Linked DNA regions of Rattus norvegicus: region 1 is linked to region 2. Evidence: chromatin contacts called from public Hi-C data. All regions are on one chromosome and are shown on one strand. Each heading gives the region's core, a stretch centred on a gene start, on an enhancer-like site or on the middle of the called end of the contact. The rest is flanking DNA. Distances are from core to core; before and after follow the strand shown.

Region 1 (2,813 bases), core at 156-2,655, 200 kb before region 2:
TCTATCCACATTCACGCTCCAGCTCCCTGGAGTGGCCATCAAACTGTGAAAACTCAGGTCTCACACAGCAAGGACACCCAAACCTTCCCAAACTGGACATTACTAATTCCACCTCACAGGAACCACCTTGTAACTATGCGCAGTGACCATCAGGACACATGCCAAGTATACATATGCCTTTAACGCCTAGAACACACAGTCCACACAAACAACTTCTTGTATTCAATATCCGCTTATTTAAGACTCAACACCTCCAGCACCTCCACCTGTTCTATTTGTAGGACTCAGCATTCAAGTGCACTCCTCTGCAGCACTCCGTTTACCAGGCCCGATGCCCAGTCTGTACTGGGGTGCTCACCACCTGTGAGCTTCCTCAATTTGTATTACAAAACTCAAAGAATAGGTGCCCTGGCTCTAAACCTTTCTGAAATACACACTATTTCAGAATAGAAAGCTTTACAAGGGGGATTCTTTTTAAAGCACTCAGATTTCACATATAATTGGGCAAACAGCTCAGTTCAGTGTGTACTTGGTTTCAAGTGACACTTAGTCCAGGACCCTTCTAAGAGCCCAAATCCTAAAATGAAGTACAAGAAAGGGTAAGAAGAAGAAAGGTGGTGGTGGTAATGGGGTGATCAGTACTAGAAAAAGTCTGCTATAAGCACGCGACGGAAGACCCAACGGACCTCGGTTACTAGGATACAAGTATGAGTCTCTGGAAGGCCATGCTCAGTGACTCTTGGACAATTCCTTCCTTAGGACCCGTTTAGCTTACATTATGAGACACCGAAGGCGACACAACTGCAAGCATAGTTTAGGAAAAGAAATGTTTGGGATACTGTCCTGAAGATACCACAGTCCTGAAGATATCCACTGTCCTGTGGATGGATCCAGATTCACGGTCACACGCACTTATTACTGTGACCGTGTAAGCAGGGTACCTTCCATACCTACCGTACAGTCCACCCTTAGGGAAAAATCAGGGACCGGGAGGGCAGGCCCCTAGGCAAGGGACACGCTCAGCAGGGCCCCGCAAGATGCTCGGCCGGCGAACGCGCTGGGTCGGTGCTCGCGAGACCCTTCCCGCGGCCCTGCGCGGCCCTGCGCGGCCCGGCGTGCCCCGCGGCTCCGGCCTGGGGTCCTGCAGGGCGCGCGCGCGACGAAGCGGGGAGGGGGACGGCCCGGCGGAGGGGCCCCGCGCGGGCGGTACCTGCGGGTCGATGTCTCCCACCGCGTAGTACTTGACCTCGCGGAACAGCTCCTCCGGAACTTCGGGCGCCGGCTCCGACATGATCGCGGCGGCGCGGCGGCGCCCGGCCCCGCGTCACCCGGCCCGCCGCGCCCAGCGTCGCAGCTATGCCAACTGCCCGGCCGCACAGCCCGGCCCGCAGCCGCAGCCGCACTCCGACCCGCGCCCCCGCCCGTCCGAGGCCCGGAGCGCGGGAGCCGCGCGCGCCCTGAGGCACGTACCACCGGACCGGACCGGCAGGGGAGCATGTGGGACTATTCCACCTTGAGCGCCGCACAGCGCTCCTTCCACCATCGCGTCTAGCATCAGAGCTGATTTTCTAAAACAGTTCACACAGCATCTGGCAGCCTTGCCCCCGCCGAGTTTCCGCGACCGAGAAGAGAAGTCACAGAGACACTAAATCCCCCGCACAGCCGCGGTGGACCAGCCAGAGGGCGGGGCCTGGGCGGGACTCCCGTCACCCCGCGCGGCCACCTGGCAGCGCATGCTCGAAGGGGCGGAGCCTCGGTGCGGAAGGCAACCCGCACAATCGAGCGTTCTGAATTCAGCTGTCGCTGCTACGGCTGTTGTGCTGTCCACGGTCCAGCCTAGAGTCAGGCAGACCCTGGCTAATGGTCAGTTTCCTTCATCCGCCCCTTTCACACCTACTGCGGCAGTCGGCGGGGAACTGATCTTCGGTGATGCAGCTTAAGAGCAAAGTAGGAGCCGGCGACTTGGCTTAGCAGGCAGACACCTACCACCAATCTGAGTTCGATCCCTAGAACACACGTGGTGACAAGCATAAACCGGCTCCAGCAAGTTGTTTTCTGACCTTTCCACTCACACACGTACACACTTACACACACACTCTAAATAAATGTAGAATCTTTACGTGTATTGGATTTCCCCCTACATGTATGTATCTGTACCCGGTGAGTATCTGGTGCCCACAGCGGTCAGAAGATGGCTTCAGGATCCTCTGGAACTGAAGTGACACAGCACGTGGGTGTTGGGCACCAAACTTTTGGAGATGCTGCAAGAGAACTAAGTGTTCTGAACTCCTGAGCGCTCCAAGCCTCCGTCAACATAGTTCTTAAAGGTAAACAGCAAAATTCATAAGAAATTGTCTTCACAGATAACTGTAATAAGTATGGATGTATAAAGTTACAGGAATGACAATGACAGCTGAAACTGCCGTGGTGCCCTCGCAGAATGACAAGTCCTGCACTCTTGACACTGCTCTTTAATCAGGCTTTGTGTTTTCTGTGACCTTCATGCAGATTAAGTGTTGATGTTCTTATAATCTCAAACGAACCCAGAGCAGAGCCACTTTGTTTTACAGCCATCAGAAAATAAGCACTTTGCTTAAGCTCATACTATTTGAGTAAATAGTGATTTTTCTCTCTCAAAAAGTTTGATAAATTTGAGTTCAGTTTAAAAAAAAAAAATGGCTTGGCAGTTAGGATCACTTGTTGCTCTAGCAGAGGACCCAGATTTGAACAGCGGACTCACAGCCACATGTAACTTCAGTTCCAGGAGCTCCAATATCCCTCTGGTCTCTGAGAATACTACAAGCACTGGGTGC
Region 2 (3,078 bases), core at 209-2,708:
CCAAGTTGGTAACAGAGCAATTGTCAGAGGCAAGCAAACACAGAATACATAAAGTATTATTAGAACCTCTAAGCCTGCCAGCAAGAACTATAACAGGGGGAAAAAACGTGGGAGGGTCTGTAAAGACAAGCAAAACGGCTTTTGAAAAATGGACCGGATTACATCTCAGTACTCACAAACAAGATGCATGGCGTTGGGGCGTGGGTGTAGGGTCGGAGCTACAGCCTGTCCCATCATGCCAGCTTCCTACAAGTGACTGGCATGTCTGTTCCTTAGGGCCAAGTTTCCTGTGAGTGATGTGTCTGTTCCTTAGGGGCAAAGTTGCGTGTATTTACACAGGTGTCGCTTTCTCAACATCTGGCTAGAGTACTTGCAGCTGATGAGGGGTGGTAGCGACAGCACCTGCTACACCCCACACCCGACTCACGGGCCTCTAACAACTTCCTGTCAGCTGGAACTGGGCAGCCCCTCCTGCTTCTTAGTGTCAAAAAGGCTCCTGTGTCGCTGGAATACAGCATACAGTACTGATGCCCACCACCCGTGTGTGTGTGTGTGTGTGTGTGTGTGTGTGTGTGTGTGTGTCCATGCAACTTCACATGCCTGAACTGGCCAGAGTGTGGAAAATGGCCAAGACCCAAATCACAACATTTCCTTGAAGCCAAAACTGCAAGCCCTTCCAAACAATGCATAGAACCACCAACATGGCTAAGAGAGGAGTGGACAGATTGTGAGGGAAAGACAGCCGGGTCCCCACAACCGTGTCACGCTGGGAAAGTGACAGCCCCCATGAACTCTGAGTACAGCCTGCTTAGGAGGGTGACTTTATTTTACACTTTTGGCACAGAGCCACACTCCTTACCTAAGGTCACACACACGGTGCCTTTTCAGGCCTGTGGCTTTAGCCCATAAGGTCTTGGCTAGGGGGAGCCCTGGACTGAACTGTGAACTTGCAGACCACCTGCCACTAGCCACCAGTCCAAGGGATCCCACGTCTTTTGAGCACTCAGGAGGGTTTACGCTCTCAGTGTGCGCCAGGACCATGAAGGAAAGGATCTGCGCGGACCGCTTTATCTCAGAAACCGAGGTCCGGCAGCGCATTGCAGGGCAGGGCTGGGTAGGGCAGCGTCGTACCATCTGACTCGCGAGCCACCCGTCCTGGTGCCCGCCCCGGTGCCTCCCCGTATAGCGCGCGCTTCAGCGCGTGCCGGGCACAGCCCCACCCCCCGGTGGCGTGTGCATACGTCATATGGGCCGCCCTCCTCCCATTGGCTCCCGCGGCCTCACCAGACCACGAGCGGACTGGCGCGCGGACAAGGCGGGGCCGTTGGAAGATACGCCCTCAGCAGGGCGCGCGGGAGGCGGATAGGCTGGGTGAGATCACGTGGCACCGGCGACAACCCACCTTATAAGCGGAACCCGCGCGGGGCCGCGGCCGCTCCTGGGCCGTCCGGGCGCGCTACGCGTGCTTTGGTGGCGTGCACCTCTCACGGTGTGCCTAGCCGCCGATGCCCAGGCTGCACGATCACGTCTGGAGCTACCCAAGCGCGGGCGCTGCGAGGCCGTACAGCCTCCCGCGAGGCATGATTGCGGCGGCCCTCTGTCCGCAGGGCCCCGGAGCCCCCGAGCCCGAGCCCGCGCCCCGGGGCCAGCGAGAGGGAACCGCAGGCTTCAGCGCACGACCCGGCAGCTGGCACCACGACCTGGTGCAGCGGAGCCTCGTGCTCTTCTCATTTGGCGTGGTCCTGGCTCTGGTGCTCAACCTGCTGCAGATCCAGCGGAATGTCACGCTCTTCCCGGACGAGGTGATAGCCACCATCTTCTCCTCCGCCTGGTGGGTGCCCCCGTGCTGTGGCACGGCAGCCGGTGAGTGTCCTTCCTTGTTCTTGGAGAGGGGGCAGTGAAGGGACACGTCAGCTGTTAAGTCACCCTCGGTACAAAAAAGGGAGGACGGAGAAGGTAGGGAACCCCAGACGCTGGCGAGCGACAGGCGGAAGTTGGAGGGACTAGTGATGGAGATGAGGTCAGGAGATAATTGGCAGTTTAAGTGGAGGAGTCGCAGATGTCTTGCTGAGCCAGAAGCCAGGATTGGCCGTCTGGAGAACTGGTGAGGGCAGCACCACGCGGCCATTGGCTGCCTGAGCAAACGTGCTACCTCGCTGGATAACTGAAAACAAACCATCACGTGCGCTCAAGAGGCAGTTGCCAGGGGACAGACTTCTCCGGCCTGCCTTCTGCAGATAGTGCTTTGTGGCTGGCAGCCAAAAACCCTTTGGAACTCTGTGGCCCAGTAGACTTGGGACAGGAGGAAGAGAGGAGCCTTTGGGCCTAAAGACACCTATGGTGTCACTTCTCAGGCCTAATGAAACTTGTGACAGTGCCTCAGACATCTTTTTTCTTTCCTTAATTATTTTGCTGGTTTTGCCAAAAATGTTGAGTAATTACAGCCCAACAGATCCCTGCATACCTTACAGTGTACAGCAGTGACAAACATTTGTCACCCCCCTCAGCCCCGCTTGTTTTTGTCCTGTGGAGGTGGGCAGTATATGCTCTCTGGTGGACCTTCCTCCAGTCTGGTGAGACACACCTGTACCTGTAGCCACAGGACAGCAGGAGCGCTGCCGCTCTGCTTTGAAGCCAGCTTTTATTGACTGTCTGCCGATGCTTTATACGCTGGGCTTGGTGCTGTGCTGTAGCTGAGTCATGGGTTAAGTGTAAGGAGCAGGACACTTGCTGTTGATTCCCAAGGCTGCTGTTTTGGAATGGGGGTAGCCCCTACATGTTAGGCAAGTCATCTGCCACCAAACTATTATCCCCAGCATTTAATGGTTCTTTGGGGAATAGGTGGAGATTTGAATTCTGCTTTTCATAGGACATAAGATTTGGTTCTTTGAATTTGAAAGTTTATCTTCAACATGAAGCATCACGTTTGTGATGAAAGTTTGAAGGAATTCCAGGAGTATGTGAAACGTGAGGCTGAACTGGTAAGCTCTACCATGAGAGGGTAAATGCCTCTCATACCACACAAGGCAGAATGGTAACCTCATTCTGAGGTCTTGAGCTTAGCTGCAACTCACATAG

Evidence for each region. A called contact is a pair of places that touch in the nucleus more often than the background predicts.
Region 1: a contact with region 2 is called in a Hi-C map of prefrontal cortex, with 2.2 times the contacts expected there. The contact joins the promoter of Paxip1 here to the promoter of Insig1 in region 2. A contact is called at or near these places in 2 of 12 Hi-C or Micro-C datasets (frontal cortex and prefrontal cortex) and 1 of 1 datasets of contacts at active chromatin or transcription factors (oligodendrocytes).

What each region holds. Positions count from the first base shown.
Region 1 is chr4:8,257,558-8,260,370 of GRCr8, reverse strand. Paxip1 (PAX interacting protein 1) reads right to left here and starts at 1,405. Exons shown (of 21, transcript NM_001107844.2): 1 at 1,211-1,405. The coding sequence starts at 1,291.
Region 2 is chr4:8,056,149-8,059,226 of GRCr8, reverse strand. Insig1 (insulin induced gene 1) reads left to right here and starts at 1,458. Exons shown (of 5, transcript NM_022392.2): 1 at 1,458-1,863. The coding sequence starts at 1,506. It overlaps LOC102546740 (a long non-coding RNA gene), which reads right to left and starts at 1,537. Exons shown (of 4, transcript XR_010066047.1): 1 at 1,403-1,537.